4 separate regions of the Mus musculus genome follow, and regions 1, 2 and 3 are each linked to region 4. The links are chromatin contacts, called in public promoter capture Hi-C maps. All regions are on one chromosome and are shown on one strand. The core of a region is the stretch at or near the end of the contact, and the rest is flanking DNA. Distances in the headings are between cores, read along the strand shown. Region 1 holds the start of Phf12 (PHD finger protein 12). Region 2 holds the start of Dhrs13os (dehydrogenase/reductase (SDR family) member 13, opposite strand). Region 3 holds the start of Traf4 (TNF receptor associated factor 4). Region 4 holds the start of Blmh (bleomycin hydrolase).

The links. Promoter capture Hi-C pulls out the DNA fragments that hold promoters and counts their contacts. Capture Hi-C pulls out chosen DNA fragments and counts their contacts.
Region 1: a contact with region 4 is called in a promoter capture Hi-C map of pre-B cells, with 4 times the contacts expected there. The contact joins the promoter of Phf12 here to the promoter of Blmh in region 4. A contact is called at or near these places in 2 of 39 promoter capture datasets (liver and pre-B cells).
Region 2: a contact with region 4 is called in a promoter capture Hi-C map of adipose tissue, with 2.4 times the contacts expected there. The contact joins the promoter of Dhrs13os here to the promoter of Blmh in region 4. A contact is called at or near these places in 1 of 39 promoter capture datasets (hippocampal neurons) and 2 of 9 other capture datasets (adipose tissue and liver).
Region 3: a contact with region 4 is called in a promoter capture Hi-C map of adipose tissue, with 2.4 times the contacts expected there. The contact joins the promoter of Traf4 here to the promoter of Blmh in region 4. A contact is called at or near these places in 1 of 39 promoter capture datasets (pre-B cells) and 1 of 9 other capture datasets (adipose tissue).

The regions. Positions count from the first base shown.
Region 1 is chr11:77,981,035-77,984,190 of GRCm38.p6, forward strand. Phf12 (PHD finger protein 12) reads left to right here and starts at 1,782. Exons shown (of 15, transcript NM_174852.3): 1 at 1,782-2,343; 2 at 2,982-3,156. The coding sequence starts at 2,278.
Region 2 is chr11:78,031,302-78,034,628 of GRCm38.p6, forward strand. Dhrs13os (dehydrogenase/reductase (SDR family) member 13, opposite strand) reads right to left here and starts at 1,364. Exons shown (of 2, transcript NR_152257.1): 1 at 856-1,364; 2 at 1-630. It overlaps Dhrs13 (dehydrogenase/reductase (SDR family) member 13), which reads left to right and starts at 1,012. Exons shown (of 5, transcript NM_183286.2): 1 at 1,012-1,197; 2 at 1,284-1,402; 3 at 2,712-2,835; 4 at 2,974-3,285. The coding sequence starts at 1,071.
Region 3 is chr11:78,163,921-78,167,227 of GRCm38.p6, forward strand. It overlaps Traf4 (TNF receptor associated factor 4), which reads right to left and starts at 1,630. Exons shown (of 7, transcript NM_009423.4): 1 at 1,378-1,630. The coding sequence starts at 1,520. It overlaps Nek8 (NIMA (never in mitosis gene a)-related expressed kinase 8), which reads right to left. Exons shown (of 15, transcript NM_080849.3): 14 at 3,230-3,307; 15 at 2,186-2,857. The coding sequence ends at 2,829.
Region 4 is chr11:76,944,146-76,947,590 of GRCm38.p6, forward strand. It overlaps Blmh (bleomycin hydrolase), which reads left to right and starts at 1,511. Exons shown (of 12, transcript NM_178645.4): 1 at 1,511-1,748; 2 at 2,097-2,294. The coding sequence starts at 1,736.

The sequences.
Region 1 (3,156 bases), core at 532-3,031, 1.0 Mb after region 4:
AGAGGCAGAGAGACAAAGAGAGAGAGAGCACTAAAACTTCACAAAGCACTAAAACTTCACACAGATATTTATATCCCCTTTGACTTACAGTCCTGACTGTCCTAAAAGAAGGAGCAATAGTTTCTCAGAGACAGTAAACACGGTGTAGGGGACAAAGTCTGACCTGTGAATCAAGAAATGTTTCCTTTTTAGGTTTGCTATAAACTCAATATGCGTCTAAGCAAACCACTCTCCACTCTGTACCTGGAAATGAAGAATTTAAATCAAATAGTCTCTAAGTCCCTCCCAGGTTTACGGGTCTGAGAATAATGTGTGTAGTAACATAAAAATGAGTTTAGGAGATTCCAGGCGTAGTAGCACACGTCGATCCCAGAAATGGGACCGGAGGCAGAAGCAGTCGGATTTCTGTGAGTTCATGACCTATCTAGTCTACATAACAAGTTCTAGGGCTGCGGAGTAAGACTGTCTTAACAGAACGAACAAACGAAAGAAAGAAACGGCAGGACATAGCTGCATGTCACCAGTGTTAATTAATGCCTAGTGGGGTTCATTCATTCGCAATTAGGCAGAGTATCTGTCCATATTGGAAAGTGATAACAAGGGCATAACAGCGCACACCCAAAGAGAGGTATGTCTCTCTGCTCAGAATGCGAGGTGAGGGGCTCAAACTACAAACCCCAGTGTGCAATACGGCAGCTCTCAAAAGTATCCTTTCCCGGCAGGCTTTTCTTCGTGTACATCCTATGGTCCAGTGCAGCGCCTGAAGGCTGAACTACAACTCCCACAATCCATCAGATCCATCGCGAGTCTAACTACCAGAGTGCAAAGCGGTCCCGTTCACCCTTTGAACTCTGCGCGTTGCAAGATGGGGATTGAAGTCAGCTGTAGGCAGGTAGCTGGGCGTTGTCAGGATTACGGACTGTTTGGGCTTTTGACTTCCTCTTTCGGAGTAGTTCACAGGGACAGTGGTTAAGAGAGGGTAAGAACAGCTTGAAATATCTTGGGTTCCATCGGGACCCAAGGCAGCAATGCTCGTGCTAAAATTAGGTGCTGAGAGTGGAAATGAAGTGGAAAGAGCAGTCATCCGATCTGCCACCAAAAGCGTCTTTTTTTTTTTTTTTTTTTGTCGCAATGCTTTTTTTTTCCCTCTTTACCAATATGGCGGCCTAGTCCAGACACACCTGACACTGGAGACAAACAGTCCACTACACCATCCATATGGGTACTGCTGCAGCCGAAAGCTACCAGCTCCATACAGCATCCCACGCTCCTCCTTGGTCGTGACTGAGGACTCCAAGGGCATGGTAGCCCCAAATCTCATTACCAAAATGGCGAAAGGAGAAGCTTTTTTTTTTTTTTTTTTTTTTTGTGCAGGCCTCCAGGTACAACGCGCCTGCGCGTGAGGCGGCTGTGTGAGGGGACGGGAGGGTGGCGACCCAACACGCCTGCGCGGGACCAGAGCCCGTGGTCCGCACACAAACACCAATGGGTGATGCGTCTTCCAGTTCCTGCGGCTGCGCCGTGACCCCTACGCGCTTTCCCAGGCGCCTAAGCGAGGCCTCAGGTTCCGCCCTCCAATCGCAGTACGCCGGCGCACGGCGGAGAGGCGGGGCTTCTGGGCTCCGGGCGAATGCCAGCGCGGCTGCGCGCCGGGGGGTACCCCATCACCGCGGCTGCGCGGGAGCCAGGCCGCCGGCTGTCACTGCGGTTGCGCGCGGCGAGCGGCGATCCCGGGGCGCCTGCGCGGGTGGCTTTGCGGGCGCTCGCGGTAAGTTTGCGCCAAGTGCGCGGCAGCCGGGACGCAGACGGCAGCGGCGGCGAGAGGCGGAGCCCGGGGACCACCCCCCATCATCCTCCCCAGAGTCACCTCACGAACCACAACCTCACCTAACCTCTCACCCCCCCCTCCGGTCCCCCAAGCCCGGGATGGCAGCGCCCGCTAGCCTTCCCGGCCGGACCAGCGGTCGCCAGCGCCAGCTTTAGCCTGTGGGCCTAGGCCCCCGCCGAGGCCTGACCCCCGGAGCCGGGATCCACTGTGCAGCCAGCCGCTGGGCCGGGGCTGAGGGGTTGCTCCCCTCTCGCGGCCCGTGGGGAGGACGCTGCCGTCCCAGGGACTGGGGGCCGGGGGGTGGGGGGGAGCCAGGGCGAGGAAGTCGGAACCTGTGTTGGGAAGAGAGAAGGGGACCGGGGGTCAGAGGTGCCCCCTTCCCCTCCTCCCCCCTCCCCCCGGGGCTGGGGGGGCCGGAGCAGAGAGCGCCCAGCCCGAGAGGTGGATGAATGTGGGAGAAAATGGAGACCAAGACGATCGTGTACGACTTGGACACGTCGGGGGGGCTGATGGAGGTAAGAGTGGCCCTCATCCTTTTCCCCCCAGTGCCAGGAGGGTACCTCCGCCCCACAAAGCCGGCCCTAAGCTCGAAGCGCCAGAGGGCCGGGAAAAGGGGGGGTTGTTCTTCCTCACCCAGTCTCTTCCTCCCCTCTTTGCAATTTGGGGGACTGAGCTTAGCTTCCGAGGACGTCTGCAGCAGTTTCACCTACCAGCCGCCCTCGATTCGCTCCCTGAGGCTTCAGCCCACTCCATTTCATTGCACCGGCAGGCCTCCCCACCCCCTTCTTGTCGGCCCCTTTGTGCTTCCCCCTGCACGTCCGGGTACCAAGCTTCGGGCCTCTCCCGAGCCGGGCTTTGGAGTCCCCCACTGTCCATACAAGGAAGTGGCAAGAAGAGAACCGCGCACCCTCTCCCCATCCCCCTACCCTGGTCCTCCCCATTTGGAAGGAGCTTTTCTTGTTGTGCTGCAGGAACGCAGTTAGGGTGGGCTCCCCTTGATTCCGGGGACCGAGAGGTTCTGGAAGCAGCCTGGATGGGAGGAAGAAGGACAAAAGGGGGAAGAGGGGTGGGTGACGGAGAAGCGGCGCCGGTGGGACTACGGGCTACCCGGGAGCTCCGAATGTGCACACATGCCGTCTGTATGTGTGTGCAGCAAATCCAAGCTCTGCTGGCTCCCCCCAAGACGGACGAGGCAGAAAAGCGGAGTCGGAAGCCCGAGAAGGAGTCCCGGAGAAGCGGCAGGGCCACCAACCACGACAGCTGCGATAGCTGCAAGGAAGGTGGGGATCTCTTGTGCTGCGATCACTGCCCTGCCGCCTTCCACCTCC
Region 2 (3,327 bases), core at 114-2,613, 1.1 Mb after region 4:
TGACCCTGACTCCCACATATAGTTGTATTCTTGTCCCTGCCACTCTGCTTCCACTTCAGGAAGGACTTCTTAAACCTCCAAAGGCAGAAAGGAACTACCTGTCCTTCACTGTCCTAGGCAAGGTCCTGCTTGGAATGCCCACATCCCTAGCTGTCCCTGCCCAGCTTACCCTCAGTCACTGTTTCCAGAGTAATGGAGTGTCTACCTACCTAGTCTTGCTACCTGTGAACCGTTCTAGAAACAAATTACCGCCTTTTCGAAAGCAGAGGTCATGGAGTAACAACCATGTAATACCCACTGTTTCGGAGTTTGAGGAAGGAGGATCTCAAATTTAAGGCCACCATGGGCCTAGGGAAACCACCTCCAAAATCGACAGGGAAAGGGGTGGGGTCACAAAGTTAGGAAATCACATGGTTGAATCCTGACAACCCTGTCAGTGCCAGCATAAGAAGCCTCATGCCTCTGGCCTGTAACGGGAAATGTCCTAGAAGAGCAGCGGAGGGCTGGATAATGAAAGAATGAGAAAAGAGTCGCTTCATTGAGGAAAAGGCATCCAGGACTCGACTCCAGACACACGAGCCCATTCATGTACACAGGACTCCAGACTGAGAGACTGCTACATACTCACACCTAGAGTAAACAGAGATGTTCATTCAGTCACACGCGTTGGTGGAGACTACAGATGCATGCACAGCCTGGAGGACTCCCGCGATGGGCACAGACACCTACGCAGTGCTCTCACCGCCGGCGCCCGCCCAGAATCCAGAAGCACGCCCAAAGCCTGAGCGGAGATCTCAGGGCCCTAGGCATGCACACACCCACCCGTCCCTCAGGCAGATGTTTCCGGGTACTTACCGAGCACGCGTTCCCGGGAGTTCGCAAGCCTAGAGGGCGCTCCCAGGACTCCAAGGTGTTTCTCCTAGGCACGCCGCCAGGGCACGCAGGCGCACGCCTAGGGGGCGCTCGCAGGGGCCACGCGTGCGCGCACACCCCTGCCCAGCCTGCCGCCGCCCTCGCGAGGCCGAGGCGGGAGCGACGAGGCCCGGGCGGGAATCGGGAGCACTGCCGGCATGGAGATGCTGCTGCTGGGCGCCGGGCTGCTGCTGGGCGCCTACGTGCTTGTCTACTACAACCTGGTGAAGGCCCCGTCGTGCGGCGGCATCGGCAGCCTTCGGGGCCGCACGGTCGTGGTCACTGGTGAGTGCGCGCGAGCGGGCGGCGGGGAGGCCGGGCGGGTGGCCGCGGCCCGACCGGCTGAGCTGGCTCCCACCCGCCGCCCGCAGGCGCCAATAGCGGCATCGGAAAGATGACAGCGCTGGAGCTGGCGCGCCGGGGAGCGCGCGTGGTGCTGGCCTGCCGCAGCCGGGAGCGCGGGGAAGCGGCCGCTTTCGACCTCCGTCAGGTGAGACCATAGGGGAATGCGGGAGGCGGGTGAGCCCGGGACGCGGAGGGCGGAGCAGAGCGACGGAGGAATCAAGATCTGAGAGGAGAGAGCCTCACTATCCCTTAAACAGAGAGGAAGATGCAGGGACTGCTGTGGTCTTTAATCTTGAGAGCTTTAAGAATCAGAGTTAATGAAGTCAGGTGTGGTCCCAGCACCGGGCTGCGAGCTCAAGGCCAGCCTTGGCAAAGGCGACAAAGAAGGAAGGGTTAGGATAATGAAGAGATGCAGAAAGAACAGCAGGTGCAAATGCCCTGAGACTAGAGAGTCTAATTGGAGAGACAGGGGGCGGGAGATGAAGCAAGGAATAAAAGGAATGTCCTGAAGTGGTTCTGAGCCACAGCCAGCTTCTGAAGGCCCTTCCAAATACCATCGAGTTGAAGACAGCTGAGCAGAGAAGACACTTCAGTAGGCTCTGGACCATCCTGATGGCTTTTTCAGATGAATTTCTTAGAACTGTGCGGTGTCTAGACTGCAGAGGACAGGAGTGAGAGGGTCACATACCTTTAATCCTAGCACTTGAGAGGCAGAGACAGGTAGATTTCTGTGAGTTGAAGACCAGCTTGGGCTACATCCTAAGACTCTGTCTCAAAATAAACAAGCAAACAAATAAAATAAATTTTTTTTAAAAAGGTGTGTAAGAGAAGACCACAGTCTCTTAGGAAAAGTTTGTTACAGCAGGACATGCTGGTGCACACCTGTAATTCCAGCCCTGAAGAGGCTGAGGAAGGGAGATCATGAGTTCCAAGGCAGTCTGAGCTACGTAGCAAGATGCTGTCTACAACAGGTGAAAGGCTGTAATTGATTTTTATGGTAAATGATAATAAAAACAAGGGATGTTAATGGCAAATACCTGCACGCTGCTGACTGGGTATTTAATATATATTAACTCTAGCTCAGGCAGGCCTTGAACTGGTGACAAAAGGGTAGCTAGGATAACCAATGTGTGCCACCACACCAGACATACATGTATTTTATCTGATTTAACTCTCCCAGCTTTTTTTTCCAGTAGAAAGTATTATTATTGCTGTTAATATTATTACTATCCTCTCATTTTTCAGTAAGAGAACAGAGGCCCAAAAGATATTCAGTATCACGTCTGAAGTCACACTCTAGTTAGGGGCAAAGTCAAGATTTGAATCCACACACCCATTACACGCTGATGCATAGAGGCAGGTTTTAGTCATAGGTGGGTAGACTCTCAGAAGCCTGGAAAGAGGGAGGAGAAGGGAGATACCCAGTAACAATCCTAGCCCTTGCTGCTCCACAGGAAAGTGGAAACAATGAGGTCATCTTCATGGCCTTGGACTTGGCCAGTCTGGCCTCCGTGCAGGCCTTTGCCACAGCCTTCTTAAGCTCTGAGCCAAGGCTGGACGTCCTCATCCACAATGCAGGTGAGGAGTAGCAGGCCCTGTGGGAGGGCGGCGGGGAGCCTGGAGAGGCAGACCCTCCAGCAGACACATCTCACAAGTGGGGATTCTAAGACCTGTGGGACACCTATGACAGCACCTCATGCCTAGCTTCTGCTCTAGGGATCAGCTCCTGTGGCCGGACTCGGGAAACCTTTAACCTGCTGTTGCGAGTGAACCATGTTGGCCCTTTTCTGCTGACGCACTTGTTGCTACCCCGCCTGAGGTCATGTGCCCCCAGCCGTGTGGTAATAGTGTCATCGGCTGCCCACCGACGTGGTCGTCTCGACTTCACACGTCTGGACTGCCCAGTGGTGGGCTGGCAGCAGGAGCTTCGGGCGTACGCTGACAGCAAACTAGCCAACGTGCTGTTTGCCCGGGAGCTTGCCACCCAGCTTGAGGGCACTGGTGTTACCTGCTATGCGGCCCACCCAGGTGAGGCCTGACTGACGGCTCTTCCTTACTTCTCTAGCATCT
Region 3 (3,307 bases), core at 380-2,879, 1.2 Mb after region 4:
AGGCCCAAGCCCAGGGGAGAAGACAGGATGGGGGGAGGGGGTAGTGGGAGAGGAAGAGGGGATTTCCGGGAGGAGGAGGGGCAGAAGCAGCCTCGAGGGGACTGAGAAGGAGGTGAAGGAGGGAACAAGGCCTGACAGACCCCTCCTGGCTCCTTCCCCGAGGCAGTAAGGGTGGGTCAGCTGGAGGAGGGGGCTGGCTCAGCTGGCCTCATCTGGAAACCAGAGGGCCAGGAAGGGAGCCGGGAAGACAATGGGCCCGTGTGTGTCTGTAGAGGAGTTAAGTGTGTACATTTCAGGGAGGAGGGCCAGAGGGAGGAGGGAGAAAAGAAGGGAGGAGGGGGGACCACAGCAGCTTGAGCAGGAGCATATGTGAGAGCAGGAGCCCGCGGCTGCTAGGAACAAAAAACAAAGGGCCTGCTGAGATTTCCGCCAGCCAGGGGCTTCGGAAGACAGTGGGGACGAAGCACTGAGGCACAAGTCCCACATTGCTTTCCCTGCCAGTTCCCCTCGCGGGACCGCGGCAGACTCAGCCTGCCTTGTGCTCTAGAGCACGACCTCCACGGGCGTTGGGGCTCCCCGATCTCCCCTCCAACATGCAGCCTTCAGTGCCAGGAGCCTCAAGACCGCCCAGGGGTGCCCAGAAATGTGAGCGATGCCTGAGGCCGCAAGGCAGGACCTGGATCCTCAGTGGGCACAGGGCATTCAGTACCAACCCGGGTGGCCGATGTACCAACCATCCATTGTACTCAAGACCCCAAGGGAGGGTTCCCCACTTAAGAGGCGGGGAGGGCTGCAGGTCACAGTCCAACCTCTACTGCTTGGCCACACGCAGCCCGGGCTGGATTCCCAGCTAAAGACTTGAATCGTGTGACCCTGGGCAAATCGCAGCCCTTATTTTTTTGAATCTCTGAAATGGGAGAACAATAGCGGCCGCTCTCTCAACGTCAGAGAGGAAAAGAAGAGGTTGGACAGGTGAAAACTCCAGCGGCTTGAGTGCCGCGCGGGAGAGAGAGGCTTTGTCCTTCCCTTCCCTAAAGGATTCAAAGTTCAAGACTGTGGCCGCTCGGGCTCTCAGGTAGGGGGGAAGGGCCGGCTACGGGTCAGGAAGGGCGGCTTTCCCTCCGCCAGAGCGTGGGGAGGCAGTTTTTCCTACCTGGAGCTGGGCAGGTAGGACCCGAGACCCTACGCTTGGGTGCGTAAGGTCCTCCCCAGGGCCCTGACGTCACTGCCGCCCCTTGACATCATGGTGGGCGCTCCTGAGGTCACCGGGCGGCCTCGCAGACAAAGGCGCGACGTGTCTCCGGCCCGAGCCCGTCCCCCGTGCACCGCCCTCATCCCCCTGCACTGCCGGCGGAGGCCCACCGCCCCGGGTCGCACCTGAGAAACTCCTGCAGGCAGGTGTCGCAGAAGCGGTGGCCACAAGTAGACACCTGCACAGGCTCGCGCATGGGCTTCCCGCACAGTGGGCACAGCAGCCGCCGCTTGGGCTTCTCCAGGAACTTGTAGTCGAAGCCGGGCATGGCGGGCTGGCAGCGGGCACGGGCGAGCGGGGCCGGGCACGCGGCGGCCCCACAGCCCGCGCCTCGCTCGGGCCGCGTTTCCCGGCTGCGGGCGGCGCCGACTGGCGGCCGAGACCGGCCCGGGTCCGCAACCCCGCCCGCCGGAAGAGGGGGCGGAGCCGCGTCCCCATGGTCCTAGAGCCCGCCCTCGTGCCCCGCCCACTCCACAACCCCTCACTCCGAATGCTGTCGCACTCCGAACTCTGCCCTGGCTTTGAAAGTTAAATTAGGCTTCTCTTTCCCGCTGGAACTCCGAGTGTGGCCGAGAGTCTTCCAGAAGCGGGTCCCCTTGCGTTACGATGGTGCCTATCAGGTCGCACCACAAAGACTTGACACTTTAGAGGCCACCTTAAGGTCTCCTGCGCCACGCGCCGCTCAGGGACCCGGGGCCCTAGCTTCTAGGTGCTAGGCAGCGAAGCCTGGCAACAGGATCCCAGTAAACCAGGCTAGAGCAAGGAAACTGGGCTGGGCGCTGGGCCAGCGGAACCTCGGCCCCAGCCCTCAGGCCTCTGGCTGCGCCCACATTCCTCCTGGCCGCTGCCCTGCAACCACAGTCGGGCCCAACCCAGTCTTGGGGTGTCTAGCGGCCACTTCCACCCACCCAGTAAGAGATCATAAGCCAAGCAGGCATTTGATATTTTTATTAGTGATACTTTGAAACCTTTGAGAAATTGGTCGGGTTACCTTTCTCCCCAGTCTAGGTCTGGTGAATAGCCTGGGGAAAGGGCAACCTTTCAGCAGTATCTCCTCAGCAAACAAAAAAATAGCTCCAGCACCCCCTCCCTAAGAGGTGTGTGTGGGGAGGGGTGCCTTCGCAGGGGTTGTGCAAACCCTTGCCTCAGGGTAAGATAGAAAAGGGGGCTCCCTCCAACCTATCAGCTGCAAGCTATGCAGAGATTAGGCTAGCCTAATGACCAGTCCAAACAAGCCCTGGCTTGCCCTATTCCAAAGCATGGCATGAGTCTCCAAGAGGACACCGTCAGGGACTTACTTTCTAACTGGGCTGAGGGTGGTTGGAGAAAGGTGCGTTTTTTTTTTTTAGCAAAGGTTTTGAAGGCCGTCCTTCTGTTGACCCCTGCCAGACTGGAGCCTTGCAGATATTTACTAAGATAAAGAGCTTTGGAGACAGGGACTTGGGGGAACAGAGTAGACTTCACTGGCCTTTCTACCCCATTGACGACACAATCCAGGACGCTGACAACAGTCATTCCTCGGGCACCTGCATTTTTCAGAATACTCAAAGGTGGTCTCTTGGATCATCCTGTCGCCTCAGGGGGGAACTGGTTCATCTGTGACTGCTGAAGAGTATCAAAGAGAAGCTACTACTGCCTTTCTGGAGGCAACGCCTACAGCAAGCATCAGCCCTCTTTGATTTCATTGGGCCCTGGAGCCAGAACCCTCCTGCCAGGCCAGAAAGGGAAGTTTTCCTATCAACTGGCTCCAGGAAGTATTAGGAGCAAGAATTCACACAAGGTGTGGAGAGCCATAGAAGCAGCCTTTTCTCCCTGAGGGGGGAAATGGCGTCCCCTCCCCATTTCCCACATTTTTCTGGGGGCAGAAGATTGCTCTGGGTGGGTAATTTGGGTTATAACTATGGAAGATAGAGTGGGGAGTAGAGGGGAGTTGGGTTCACCCTAGTGATGTGGGTGAGATAGGAGAAGAAAACTCACATCGAACAGCCAGCAGAGTGTTCCCATGGCAGCAGGACACTGAAGTCACCATGTAAGGATGAGTCTCATCCAGCTGCA
Region 4 (3,445 bases), core at 261-2,760:
GCATGTCTTTCCCACGTTAATTGTTTTGAATGTGTATGTCTCTGTGTATAGGTGTGCACATGGGATGAGTGCCCATGGTAGCCAGAAGGAAGTGTTGGCTGGACCCATTGGAACTGGACTTACAGTTTTCTGACTTGAGTGTTGGGACCCGAACTTGGGTCCCCTGGAAGATCATCAGCAAGTGCTTTTATCTGCTGGGCTATCTCCCAGTCCCACATCATGAGTCTCTTGATGACAAGATTAAAGTTTTTAATTTTTTTTATATCAGCAGAAACTTGCTGAGGACCTGTTACACCACAAATGTTGAATACAATTTTATTCTTTGGGCTGAGTCCAATTGGGCAGGAAGTTTGAACATCATTTTTATTGTTTATTTATTTGTTTGTTTATTTATTTATTTATTTGGTGAAAGGGCCCATGATTTCTTTCAGCATGAGTTGTAGCTTGTTTCTTTTTTCTTCAGAAAATGGAAAAAATAAAAAAAAAAGCCCCACAGGATAGGGTAGTTGATGGGCTCCCTTGGAGATGGTTGCTATGTCGAATTGCAGGTCTTTAGCTAAGTCTCTCAGGGACACAGAGACTGAATTCTCAAGTGACAGATGGCTGTCTGCATGTGGCACTTTCCAGACATCAGAATTCCTCTGAACCATGGGTGATTTTCAATTTAAGACTTAGGTTTTAGGCTCCATGGAAAATCTGAATAGTAAGGCTACAGTGTGCATTTGTACTTATTTTATTATGCAGTGGACTCTCCCGCCCCGTCTTGAAAAACTGATTAATTATCTCGAAGACTCTGTGTGTGTGTGTGTGTGTGTGTGTGTGTGTGTGTGATTTACAGGTTTTGTAGATATTAGCAAAAAAAAAAAAAAAAAAAAAAGCATAAAATTGACGTAATCATTCTCCTTAGCCCAAGCTGGGCTCAATAGGAACCACTCATGAGCCTTGCGAAGCCCAGAATGTGTAGATGAAATGAGCAGATGTGTATTTGTAGAACCGTGGTAGTAGCTTATGGGTGGGTGGGAAAGAGATTGGTTCCAAAATCCTTTCAAATACAAGAACTTTGTTCTCACTAGACTCTAAGCAACAAGTTGCAATTGAAAAAGATGAACAGATTGGTCAGCTAAGTGCCTACAGGAAAAGCCTTTGGGTGGATTTCTTGAGATCTGCCGTCCCATGGCTAATTTTGGGTCCCTTACTTCCTTTTCACTTCACAAAACCTCCTCTGGCTTCTCAAAGGAGTTCTAAGCGTCAGTTTCCCCAATGCTAGACAGTGAGGGATCTGGGTTCATCAGCACGGAACCCTCAGCCTCCTTCCTCTAGGAGCTTGGGATCCCGGGAGGGCGCCCTTGAAGCCAGGAAGAGGGATCACAGATGGCGGAGGGCGCAGCCGAGGCGAAGAGTGAGCAATGCTGGCAGTGGGGGCTGCAATCGTGGGTGGCTTCGCCCTGCCGCTCCCGGGCCGAGGTGCGGGCCCCAGAGTCTGAAAGGCCGCCCCTGTCGGCCCTCCCCCGGGCGGGGCTAGCCCCGATGGCGCTGACTCAGCAACGCGAGGGGGGAGTTTTGTCCCTCCGCGGACCCCGTTTCTCTCGGCCACCATTGAGCGGGTTTCCTTCTTCCGGCGCTTAGGGTGCGAGAACCAGGTCCGGCCAGCTAGGCAGCGGACTGTAGTGTAACCCCAGAGCTCACCTGAAAACCCTGAAAACTAACGTTTCCTCCACGAAGCAGTTTGGGCGCCATGAACAACGCAGGTGAGGCACCGCTGGTACCACGAGTGTTTTCCCGGGTCCTCTCCCGGGCTCGGCGGACCCGTGAGGCCCGGCGGCGTGAAAGGCCGTGGGATGGGATGGGGGTGGGTGGGGAGGGGGGGACGGACCTAGGCGAGGGCCGGGATGTAGCCCTCCGGGAGGGTGGGAGAGCACCAGGAGAGAGACGACATCACGCGGGGAGGATGCCGGGAGAGGGCTTTCTGGTACAGCACTCTGCAGGATGCTCTTGCGAAGTTAAATCTAGGATCTACGGTGACCCTATCCTAAAGCTGTCCCCGTCAGCCTCTTTGGGAGGGGATATAATTATAATGGCGTTTGATCTTCCCACAGGACTAAATTCGGAGAAGGTATCTGCTTTGATCCAGAAACTAAATTCTGACCCTCAGTTCGTACTTGCCCAGAATGTCGGGACCACCCACGATCTGCTGGACATATGTCTGAGGAGGGCCACGGTCCAGGGTGCTCAGCATGTGTTTCAACACGTTGTGCCTCAGGAAGGCAAGCCAGTCACCAACCAGAAGAGCTCTGGTGAGGTCTACGACTTCTTGCCTACTTTATTGACAGCAGCACATTTTGTTGTCCTAAAAATGGCCCTGGGATAACAGAGCTTTGTAGCATTGACAGAACTTGTAGTAAGCCAGAGAATAGGCACTAGAAAAGGGCAGGCCCAAGAACATCACCTGTGTGGTGGCTTCAGTGTTCTGTGGCCTATTAGCATTTAGTTTGTTTCCTAACGTGACAGATGGTGGTCTTTGAATGCATATCATCATGTTTTGATATTATGTGATGTTGGATGTGTGCGGTTTGTTCTCGTGCAGTTTTAATCTTAACAGTTCATCTAGAAGTAGCAGAAGAGAGAAACAGCTTATCAAGTTGCAGACAGATAAACCTAAAGCAAAAGATGAGCTATGTACTAACAGATTTGGCCTGTGCCAAATAATTAATAATTAATGGAAAAATATCCATACCATAGGAGATGTCCCAGAATTGCCCTAAAGTCCAAATGTATAAAATAGAAAAAAACATAAAGTGATTACAACAGATTGTAACCGGCTATTTTTAAATATGCTCTGTGGTTGCAGCTGGAGTTGCTATTCTCATAGTTCCTGTCAGTAGTTACTTTGTAGTATTTTGAGTTCTCATTCCTTGCTGGCTGAGAATTGTTGTTTTGCTGTCTGCTGTCCAGTTACAACTGTTGAAAATACATCTACACTGAGAGATTGGTTATCTAGGAATCCAAACAGGAGAAATAGTCTCAAAAAAATTGAACCAAAGGGACCTTGCATTTTTTTTCCCCTTATTTGGAAACTACTCCAAGTCTATGTGTATTGACAGAAAATATGTTATTGCTACTTAAGGCAATTCAAAGCTCAAAGGATACATTTAACATGGGTATTATTTTGCTGTGAGTCAATTATACCATAGAAAATTTGATTTTTAAATTTTAAAGGAAAAAAATTATGACCTTGCAATAATCTTATTATGTAGCAGAAAGTTCTTACTTAGCACTCACAGGCCTTCATTCAGAAGGACTTGGGATGTGTGGTCTGTCAGATGATCTAGTTAATATGTCACAATAATCTTAACATGGCCTGATCGCAGTCTCTTAGGGTAAGCTTGGAAATGTTAATCTGGAATCGGGCAGGTGGTCTTATGTGATAGATCATGTTACTCCAAAT